2 separate regions of the Zea mays genome follow, and region 2 is linked to region 1. Evidence: chromatin contacts called from public Hi-C data. All regions are on one chromosome and are shown on one strand. The core of a region is the stretch at or near the end of the contact, and the rest is flanking DNA. Distances in the headings are between cores, read along the strand shown. Region 1 holds the start of LOC100282616 (DCN1-like protein 4). Region 2 holds the start of LOC103653493 (zinc-finger homeodomain protein 10).

Evidence for each region. Hi-C and Micro-C count contacts between places; a contact is called where the count stands out from the background.
Region 2: a Hi-C map of tassel shows a contact between it and region 1, with 2.9 times the contacts expected there. The contact joins the promoter of LOC103653493 here to the promoter of LOC100282616 in region 1. A contact is called at or near these places in 2 of 25 Hi-C or Micro-C datasets (ear and tassel).

Annotation. Positions count from the first base shown.
Region 1 is chr4:88,369,441-88,374,995 of Zm-B73-REFERENCE-NAM-5.0, forward strand. It overlaps LOC100282616 (DCN1-like protein 4), which reads right to left and starts at 3,783. Exons shown (of 10, transcript NM_001155524.1): 1 at 3,553-3,783; 2 at 1,886-1,966; 3 at 1,309-1,393; 4 at 482-556; 5 at 371-407; 6 at 172-255. The coding sequence starts at 3,604.
Region 2 is chr4:88,728,731-88,734,591 of Zm-B73-REFERENCE-NAM-5.0, forward strand. It overlaps LOC103653493 (zinc-finger homeodomain protein 10), which reads left to right and starts at 3,035. Exons shown (of 1, transcript XM_008680387.3): 1 at 3,035-4,525. The coding sequence starts at 3,188. The coding sequence ends at 4,288.

The DNA of each region.
Region 1 (5,555 bases), core at 2,533-5,032:
CTTCAACAAAAAAATATCAACAATTAATGATAGCTCATTGTCCATTACAGTCACAAGGTGGCAATATATCATGATATATCTGTTAGATGGAAGTTCTTCACTCCATAAATTAAATCTCTGATATGCATGGCTCACTTGAACATAAGATAATATTTGGGGAGACAGAATCACCTCTTGGACCAGTTCTGGAAATGCTTTCTTCAGTTTACTAATACTGTCAGCTCGAAGAGCTTTCAAGCCAGTTCTCCATTCATCCTGATAACATAAAAACATGTATTAGTCAACACTTGAAAGCATAGAACAAATTTTTACTATTAGAACTAAAGCAGGTTCTTCATTGAACACTTGAATAGCAGTATGTAATGCATACCAAGGTAAAATAACCTTGCTTATCACAGCCCATTTTCCTGTAAATATGATTTATTAGATATTTGTGAAAGAAATAAACAAAATTGGACATTTTAGAGAACAGATGACATACCATGCTAACATTAGAATCCTAACATCAGTGTGGGGAACTTCAAGGTGAGAACAGAGTGTTTCAATGCCTTCTGGGCTGTTCCAGCAAGAGGAAAACATGGTCAGTAACGTTGTATTAGTATAATTGACATGCCTCTGCCTCTCCAAGTTCTATACTGCATGCAACTTTAAGGGCAGGCAGTTGCATGAAAACGAGCAATGAAGGGGGGCAGGAAAAGGTCAGATACTCAGATAGCATATACGACTTGAAAAAACACCATATCTAATTGTTTGTCAAAAAGCCCACAAGTAAATCTTGTGATATCTATTAAGGACATAGATGGCTATATAAATGACCTCACATAAGACAATCACTATATGCTACTTTGGTAGACACCACCACCAACTGGTTGGCATGACGGATCTTATTATAAAATTATCATATGAAAACAAAAATTAGTACCAGCTAGAACATCAAAGCCAATAATTAACTGACCAACAGGGTACTGCCCTTAATTGGCAACTTAGTACATATTGAAAGCTTCTCTGTTGGGTTTGATTTATAACTGTGAACAAATATGCAAAATTTGTCTTCATTTGACAAATTTGATGTCATGTTACATTACAAAAAAAACCATTTCATCAAAGTCTGCAGTAGTGTAAGCATTCATGTTCAGTTGGGAACGATATGGTAATATGGTTCACAACAAAATTGGAGCTATTAGCTAAGCTCGTTAACAAACAAACAAAAAAAATTGTCCACACACCACCCATAAGGTACAAAGAGGATTTTCATGAGCAGCAAACATAAAGTGGCAAAGCATTGAGAATCACTGGACAAAAGCTTACTCAATCATGCCAGATGAGTTATCAGCGTAAGTATAGAAAAATTGATCAATCCGTTCTACTTCCTTGGAAACTGCTTTAGTAGGGCCTGGAAATAATGGTGAAAATGTTCACAAACAGATAAATATAAAACATATGTATAGATGCAAAAATTAAGTTGATGACAGTAATTACATGTTTACGTTAGATAATTCCAGTTTCTAGATGATAGCTCAGGAAAGAAACAGAAATTATAGAAAGTAACAGCTTGATATATTCCAAAATTTCAAATACCGTATGAGGCCCACTCATCCATTTTGCAAACAATAGAACAAGACAAACATTGTTCCCGTCATGTGCACATTGTGTATTTGTGGGGTCAATTTATACAGAAGACATCATAGCACTCTGTAAAGGCTTAAGGTTAGCCTAAGAACACTGGTAGTTGAACACGACAATGACCATGTTTTGTAGGGAGACACAAATCCATGCATGTAGAAAACTAGAAATATAATCATGCACACTCTTAGCACACCAAGATAGAAAAAAAACAAGCAATTTTACAATTAATTGATGAAGAAAAGGAATCAGTGAAGCTCACCACGTTGTGCTTTCCTGCTGGTCAGGTTTGTACTGACTCCTTTTCTTTTTCTGTTTTGTTTTTCATTTACTTGTTCCACACCTAAATATAGTTGTTTGTTTAGTATTCATTCATATATTTATACCCTAAAACAGAGATCACAGGATCCCCCACTCCAATGCATTTGATGAACAATATACTGAGATGGTTAAAAAAAGGAGACCCAGTGCTGGAGGCTCCCACAAGAATGGGGTCCGGGGAAGGATAAACCGAGGCAAGCCTTCTCCACTCAAATGGGGAGAGAACCCGCGAACTGGTGATTCAGTGAGACAGCTCTTGTCACTACACCAGGCCTGCCCTACGATGGGTAGATGTAGTAAAAATGAAAGCTAAAACTAACCAAGCACAAGATCAGCTGATGGGTAGATTATTTGGAATTAATTAACGAACTTGTATTTACATGATAAGAACTTGATTAAGCTTCTCAAATTCAAGGATTCATGCAGTGTAATTGAATATTAGAAAGTACCGTGTGAAATCATGAGAGCTAATTAAATGCCCATGCACAAAGAGAAAAGGCAAACAGGTCAATTGGGAGATGAGCCAGCATAAGAGGATCTGGGTTAAGTGAGAAAGCAAAAGAAGAAGAGCACAATGTCAAGCTAGTGTTAATTGCAATCACATACAAATTAGGTTAATCATCTTAATTATGAAAAGAAAGCCATTCTTGTAGTTCCTTACCATCACACAAAATTACCGAAGAAAGATTCAATCATGAAATTTAACTTCCTGCAGTTATCAACCTAGTAACATCTCCAACAATGCCTTAAATTAGTGCTTCAAATTGAAATATGAGGCTCTACGTAGAAAAAACTACTCCAACAGTTCCTCATTTTATAAAATTTGGTTAAAAAATTATAGGGCACACTCTCAAGTGCCTCAAATATACTACACCGTAGTGTGCTGCCTTATAATCTAGATTTGAGGCTTTACCGTTGGAACGGGATGTTTTGTTGGTGCCCTAAAGTCTATAAAATATACTTATTTTTAAATTATAGGGCATTTCTATAGGTCACGTTGTTGGAGATGCTCTTAACTAAAAGGGGTTATATGGCCAACACAGTGATAACAACTAACAAATACTTCCTTAATTTGAGGGGAAAGCATACAGTTCACACCTAAAACCGCAATCTAAGGTTCTCATAGTCTAGAAATCACAAGAAACGCAGTAAATTGAGTCATTAGTGCGAGTTTTTGCTCTTTATCTTTACATGCAAATAAATTCACATAGATTGGCAAAGAATAGACCTGCAGATTGCATCCTTTTACAACGAAGACACATCTGTTACCATCAGATAGAAGGAATCCAAGGCGAATTCCACATCAAATTCAGCCCAAGATTCAAGAACCCTTTTACAACCACCACAACGCCAAATCGCCAAAATAATAGCCTGAATCTACCACCACACCCTCCCAATCTCGAGATGGACGATTCATAGCTCCCACATACCGAATTTGACGATCGAAAAACCGTACTATCGAGTGCGCTCCAGCACAGCGCAGCCTCGAGATTGGATCTTCCAGAGGAAACCCGCATCCAATCGGGAAAACAGAAACCCATCCGCGGAACTAGCGAGCCGATCAAGGAACTAGGGGAAGGAGGGAGGGATCCAGGGGTGGGGCGTTACCAGCGCTGGCGGTCGCCGTAGACGACGACGATTTCTTCGAGGTGCGCCTCATGGCGGCGGCAGGCTGGCTTGCTCCTGAACCCACCTTCTTCCGTCTCTGATTCGGGACCACCTCAGGTTCTCCTCTTCACCTCGCGACTAGTTCTTCCTTCTCGGTTGGCGAGTCCCGAGTTCGCTGTCGGGGGCCTCGGGGGAGCCGGAGAGAAGGGGAGGAAGAGTGGAAGACTAGGAGGGGCGCTGGTGGAGGTGGAACCCTTTGTTCTTATAGGATTCGGCCCACGTGCGGGCCCGGATGGATACACGGGCCACCGCAGGTCCGCAGACTATTTCAGCATACTGCATACTTACGCGGTGCCTATTTAATACTCGTACGATATGAATTAAACTTTATTAAAAAACAAACACTCTCTAAAATAACATTAGGTGCTAATTTAGTGACCAAAGAAAAGAAGAAGAAAAATCTTCTTACTATTTAATTTTAAATATGAAAAGAATTTCTCTCTTATTTCCATGGTCATCAAACCAGTCTTAGGTGTGGTCGTGTAAACATGACTGAGATCTTACTTTTAACGGATCCGTTTTTACCAAGATCTCACAACCTTTTTCAATTTCACATTTAAAAATATTTAAAATCTTAAAACTATATTCATGAACAAAAAATGTAAAATGGTGATTGTCTCCTAACAATGGACAACATAGATTTAATTATAGAAAATTAAACTTTCTTCGCATAGGGTTCTAGAGATGACCTAGTGGTACCACTAGAGGGAGAGGTGGCATGCCCCTCCCCTATATAAATTATTTTTTTTGTAGGGTAGTGTCGTGGTTCCGGAAACCGGGGACACAGTATAATTTATGATTCGACAGAGGAGGTTAGCACGGATAAACTCTGAATGGTGAGTCGAGTGACTCGAGAGGGTTTATATTGATTCAGCCAAGTGCTCTACGTTCAGTGTAGTGTTGATCTTGTATTCCTCTAAGGGGCCGGTGGGCCTAAAACGTGTTACAAGGTGTGTAGGTGAGAGAGTGAGTGAGAGAAGAGCATAGTTTAGCCTAATTTTGCCCCATGTTCCTATTTTGTCGTCCCCCTTTTATAGTTCAAGGAGGAGGCTTGTATGGAGTGAGGTTGGTTACAATGGATGAGAGTGGGGCCTACTATTCATCGGAGCTCTTTTGGTGATGTCGCCTTCTGATGCGTGCGTAGGCACACGCGCGAGATGGTGTGTCGCTCCGCCGAGTCCCATCTGAAGAACCTTGTTCTCAATGCAGGCTCTGGTGGGTCCCATATCACAGTGTTGAGGATGTCGTAGGCCGTACATGTGTATGCCCTGTTGGGGACTTGTTCTTAACAGCTATGAATTAAGAACAAGGCAACATAGAAATTGTTAAATGTTATATTCCTTCGTCCTTCGAAGCATTATTTCCCTTGGGATATAATGGATTCCGAACGAAGGTTATGAAGATCACACCTTCATAAGCACAACAAATAATGAAGAAGGATTTATATAAAATATGAAAAATAATTTAAACACATGATTGTTATCATTAACTTGTTTCTATTTCATTATTATAGAAATAATGACAAATTACAAAATGTACCTTCGACTTGAAGGAAAGTAAAAATACCAACGTGAAGCAAAAGCAAATGCCCAATGCGTAATTACAGGAGCGCGTGAACAGTACAGGGGTACTGTTCACCTATTTATAGGCACAGGGCGCAGCCTGTGTATAATTACATTTATGCCCTTTACAATGAACTACAATAATGACATAGAATATCATGGGTCTTTAAGTCATTTCATCTTTAAGTCGGTTCACCCCTTCGTCTTGAGACATGTCACTGTGTCGAAGCTTTATAGTCGATAGCTTCGGCGCTGCTTTGGAGAGGATCTGCCGAAGGTGTTTATTTCTTTAGGATCTTCGGCTACGAAGCATACCCCCAACAGTAGCTCGTTCGCGGTGCTAGATCGTTTTTCGTAACGAGCTTGATCCGTGAAAAATCT
Region 2 (5,861 bases), core at 1,785-4,284, 360 kb after region 1:
TATTAAGATCAATTAATAAACTTATAAACCGTGATAAACAATCAAAATCAACTATTTAAGATTCAACTTTCAAAATCTGACAATACATGTTTGTTATGTAATGGTGTCTCCCAAATCCACTCGTCTAGGCAATTTATGGAAAACCAAAATAGTACTATGTGAACACAACTGAATTATTTACTGAACAAACAAACCATGAATTGATTCTTTTACATGATTACAACAAATATAGAGTAGATCACATGATTTACTTAAGTTTCTGTATATAGGATGACACCTGGATAGAGGATAACCAAGGTAGTGCAACACTTTATTGAAAACTCATTTTCATCCCAATGTCAAACAGGTAAACATGGTGAATGCCTATAAGACCTGGTCAAACAGGCTCAAGAGGTCTTAATGATTAATGTCATGTTTAATATTTGCGGGTGAAAGCTTACCTCAGTTTATCCCTTTTGCAGACCCCATTTAGCACTGGGTTTCTAAAACTCCAAGAATAATTTACATCAAAACGGGGTCTGAAATGGTTAAAAAACTAAATGAACATTGTTTTGCATCATACTTCATCAAGAAGGCTGAGAAAATAGTTGAACTACAGATATGTGAATTTTGTTCATAATTTTAGTCCTTGCCATCACTGTTGTCACCCCTAAAAGTTTCTGTTTGGACTTTAAAGTGATTTGGTAAGTAATCCAATGCTACACAGGTACGATCAAATGTGTTGCTGCGTGGTATGCTTATGTATAACTATATACATATGGATTTGGTTTAAAATATATATTGCATTTTACGATATATGTTCATAGATATGTAAAATGCATATGTAGTATGTGTGGAAATAAATTATGCTCTTTGTATACAAATTACCATACATGGACATAAACACATTGTTGAATAGAATATGATTGCTGAATGTACAATCTTTTATTTATGCAGCTAAGCGGCATGTTTAAATACTATGTTGTATATTTTCTTGAAGAACTTGGGGGAGCTGACTATAGTTTGTTTATCGAAGAAAGCATGTTGTTTCAATGAAATAGCCTACTTCAGAAGTGATTAGAGACCTCCTCTTGCCTGCACAGTATACACCAAGTCATGAAAAAGGTTAGAGTAAAATGATTGTTCTAAAACCATAGTGTCAAGCTATCAAGATTCACATCATTATAAGAAAAAAAACATGATTTACTATGCCGCATAGAACTGGAACTAGGCTAATATCCAAATCACCTCGAGCATTCATCAAAATTAGGAAATCTTTGAAGACTCGTATAAGCTGCAATGTCTCACTGATGTAGCCTACTTTAAAAGAGATTAGATACCTCCACTTGCCTGCATAGTATACACCATGTCATGAAAAAGGTTAGAATAAAATGATTGTCCTAATATCAAACCATCAAGATTCACATCATTATAATAAAAAATGGAATTTACTATGTTGCCTAGAACTGGAACTAAGCTGATATCCAAATTACCTCGAGCCTTCATCCCAATTAGGACGTCTTCCGGGAGTCAGATCATCTGAACATCACATAAGCTATAAATATCACAATAAACAAATTCATAGAACTAAAAACTGCAGCAGAGTGCACCTAGAGGATATTCATACTCCTAAAGATCATTAGAACAAATTCCAAGCGCGGAGCGTGTAACTTCTTACCTGCCAAGTGGAAGGGTCACCGGCTTGCTCTCGCCGCTGAATTGGTTCACACACATATGCACGGAATAACTGTTTTCATGGCGGCAAACGTAATTTCAAGAGAAAAGTTTGGAATGCTTAATCTGCTTTAAGCTCTATTTCGATAGCAATAAGCATAACTATTTGTTGTCATTTAGTTTGGCATAGATGTACAAAAAAATTTAAAAACATGGAGCAACATTCAATTGATCGTAGCAGCTTTGAGTATTTTTTTGTATATATTTCAAGTCAATTATCAGCAACTATGGTCTTCTTAGTTTGATTTTAATATCAAATGACGATTGTGGCTTTCAATACATAACCATGGACCAAAACTAACTACCTGATACCTCACCATGTCGCCTAAATTCCCTCCATACCTCACCTCATCGCTTGCAGAGCCGAGACCAGATAATACAGTTCACTTCAGGGAGAAAACAGAAACAAATAAACGCAGACAAGAGGGCGACCAATCTGGCGGAGCTGCTGGAGCTTGCTGCAGTGACCGCATGGTGAGGTAGACGGAACTGCCAGAACCTGCTGCTGTGACCACGCGGACAGGCGGGAGACCAAGACGCGTCGAGTGGTGACGCGGTTCTGAGCCTGCAGTTCAGGGCAGCTGGAGGAGAGCCAGCGCTCCGCTACAAGAGACAGCGCGTGCAGGCGGAGGATGGTCGACGCGGGCATAGCAGCGGCGTTTGTGGGGGAGAGGATGGGATTCCTGGCGACGGCAACGACAAGGGGGAAGAGGATGGCACTGGGGCTCTAGCAGTTGCTGTTACTCATCATTGTCGACACCGACGACAAAAAATAAAAGGAAAAAAAAAGCTTTGGATGGTTAGGTCATTGCCTTGTTGCTGGATTGTCCTCGACGACCTGGCCGAACGGCGGCAGGAACGGTGACGGTGCCCCCCTCCTGGTATCCCCAGCAGCTAGCACGCTGATGGCTTGGAACTGCCCATGGGCGACGCCGGTGGGAGGCCCTGAGCGTTGGGGTGACCTGTCGAGCCGGCGCCGGGGGGAGAGGGTTGGGCGGTGACCTACCGAGCTGACGGCGGGGGTTGAAGCTACGTGTGGTGGGGCGTGCGTGCGACGAAGCTGACCTCCGCGCGGGGTGGGGGTGACCTACTGAACCGGCGCGGCGGCGCCTGAGGCAAAGCTACGCGCGCGCGGCTCCTGGAAGCTTCGCGGCACAGCGCGAGAAGGCTGCCTGGGAGGTATTGTGTGGAACCGTTGATACGTAATCGGACGACTAGATGTTTTTCTGATAACGTGGATGGGCTATCAGGCCACGTTTCCTTGCTGCTTTAATAATAAGGAAATACCTACCCGCTTCTCTTCACCGCCCTACCTGTAGTTTTGCTTTTGTCCCCTCGTCCTTTGTCGCTGGCTCGCTGTCCTCCGGGACAAAACAGCCAAGGCGCAAGCGGTAATCTTCCGTTGTGTGGGCGTGCTCTGCTGCAGACAGTGGTGACGCCGTCTCTCTCCGAGAAGAAGGGCGCGAGGGAAAGGATGGAGGCGACGGTCGACCTCAAGTACGAGCCGCTGTTCCCGAACGGCGGCGTGTCATCGGCGACCAAGAAGACGAGGCTCAGGGTGGCGGCCGGCGGAGAGACGTGGGTGTACCGCGAGTGCCTCAAGAACCACGCGGCGAGCCTGGGAGGTCACGCCCTGGACGGGTGCGGCGAATTCATGCCGTCGCCGGAGGCCGACCGGGCGGACCCGAGTTCGCTCAGGTGCGCCGCGTGCGGATGCCACCGCAACTTCCACCGCCGGCTCGTCGAGCTGCCACTGCCACCGCCTCTCCTCGCCTTGCCGCCACCACTGGCGCCGGCGCCGGCTGTCGCGTCGCACGTAATGCGTGACAGCCGCCGCACGATGCGCGGCGAGGAGGCGCGCCTGCCGGCCGCATTCGACGACGAGGCGGAGGAGTCGGACGCGAGCTCGGATTTCTACGAGGACCGCCCGCTGTCGCCGATGCCGGCGCAGGCGGCAATTGTGTCGCCCGGCTACCGCCAGGCCACGACGCACACGCTCCTCGCGCTGATCATCGGCGCGCCGAGCCCCCAAACCCCCGCAGCGGCGCCGCGGCCGCCCCCGCCCACCTCCGTGGGCCCGATGCCGGCGCCCGCGACTGCTCCCGGTGCCGCCGCCGCCGCGGCGGCGGCGGCGAGGAAGCGGTCCCGCACGAAGTTCAGCCCGGAGCAGAAGCAGAGGATGCAGGCTCTGTCGTCGCGACTGGGTTGGCGGCTGCAGAAGTGCGACGAGGCGGCGGTGGACCAGTGCTGCCAGGAGATCGGCGTCAGCAAGGGCGTCTTCAAGGTCTGGATGCACAACAACAAGCACAACTTCGTGGGCGGCCACAGCGCGCGCCGCAGCGCCTCAGCCTCAGCCTCTGCTGCCGCGGCCAACCCGGCCATGCAGCAAAGGTCCGACGCCGCCGCTGTCTACCCTTCCTCCCACGGCGATGGCGCCCCAGCAGCAGCCGTCGTTGCCCACCCATCCGCTCCACCGCCCGTGCCTGTCCACTCTAACTTCAACATCGAAGGCACCGCCGCCGATGACTTCCGCGTCCAACCGTCGACGGCGAGTGGCGGCTCGCCGCAGTCCTAGTCAAGTTAGTGCTAATCAGTCATGGTTATTTGTAGCCTCGTGTCTAATTAACCAACCCTAATGGAGTCCTAGCAATGTTGGATGCATGGGACTATGGGGGAGTTCTAGTGAAGCCTGCTGGTCTTTGTTAATGGTGGAGCCCAAAGAAGGATCTTAGAAATGTGGGCTTTTAGGATCTGATGATGTAATGAACTAATGATCCAGGATTAGTGCTTATGAGTACAGTAGCAGCGAGTGGTACTACGTACTAGTAGACTGTTAGAGTAACTCCAATAGTCTAATTATAGTCTTAGATAAATTTAGAGTTAGAGTTCTATGAGGATTTAAAAAATAGATAACTTCTTAAACGATGGGATAAACCAACAAACTCTCTAAATCTTCTTTATCCATGTTCAAATCACCTTACAACCGGTCGTTACCGCGCGACCTTAAGACTGATCGTCTGTCGTCGTGTAGGCCGAGCCACACAGGTTGCCTCCACTGCTTCTCATGGCCTAACCTTCTCATTGAAAACGAAATCTTTCTCATCTACGTAAACGATCAGGTGAGGGAAGGGAGGGAGTGCGATCCGGCCGACCCGATGGAAGCCACACTCCCTCTTCTATGTCCACTGCACGGCTAGTACCAACTGGTGGCTGGATGGTTGTGATCTCAACTGCCTGCGGGCCCACACGTGGCTTCCTAACACACATAGGGAGGATAATAGGGCGTGGAAGCGGCATGAGGACGACGAGTTCCACATAGCGCGAGACTGAAACGGGGCGTGAGGGAGGGAAGGCCCGCGACACGTAGGATAAAAACGAGACGGATACAGACAGATACAGGGTTATCTCGTATTTTACTTTAACGTATTTCTCTCGGATACGTGATCTGACACGGGTAGTTAAGATTCGAGACGGATATAAGACGAGACCGGGTAATAATACGAGTGGGTAAGAAACGGATAACGCATACTACACGGGTAGGTACCGGATAATTGTCGGGTAGTTTGTCCCGATGATATTAATTGTACAACCATCTAACAAATACATAAATTAAGTAATACATAATCATGTATATGATAGATCAAATGTAGGAAAAAGAAACCGATAAAATTGACATCATGCAGTTCAAAGTTACTAATCACGAGGACATTGTAGAACCAACACCACAATATTAAAAATTCAAAAAATATTCTAGTTTCACTCAAAAATTGCAAATAAGTTACAAAAACTAATAAGCATTTTATACGAAGATAACTCAAGTCCTCGTATGAAAACGATAAAGTAAAGTATTGATTATGTTGAAACTTGGATACTTACAGTGATTTCACATGTAACTCATACAATTAAATGAAAGTGAAATGGAAGAAACACGTGCATCTTATAGATCTTATGATCCAAATATTTTTTATGGTTATATATAAACATATGTTGTGCCTCCGTAAAATTTCATGATTTTTTGAGGCTATTTATACATCTATTAATTTATTGTCATAGAAAATCATCAAAATACAATTAAATCCATAAAATAATGTAGGGTCGATCGAAAATTGCAAATAAGTTACCAATACTAATAAATAGTCTCTACAAAG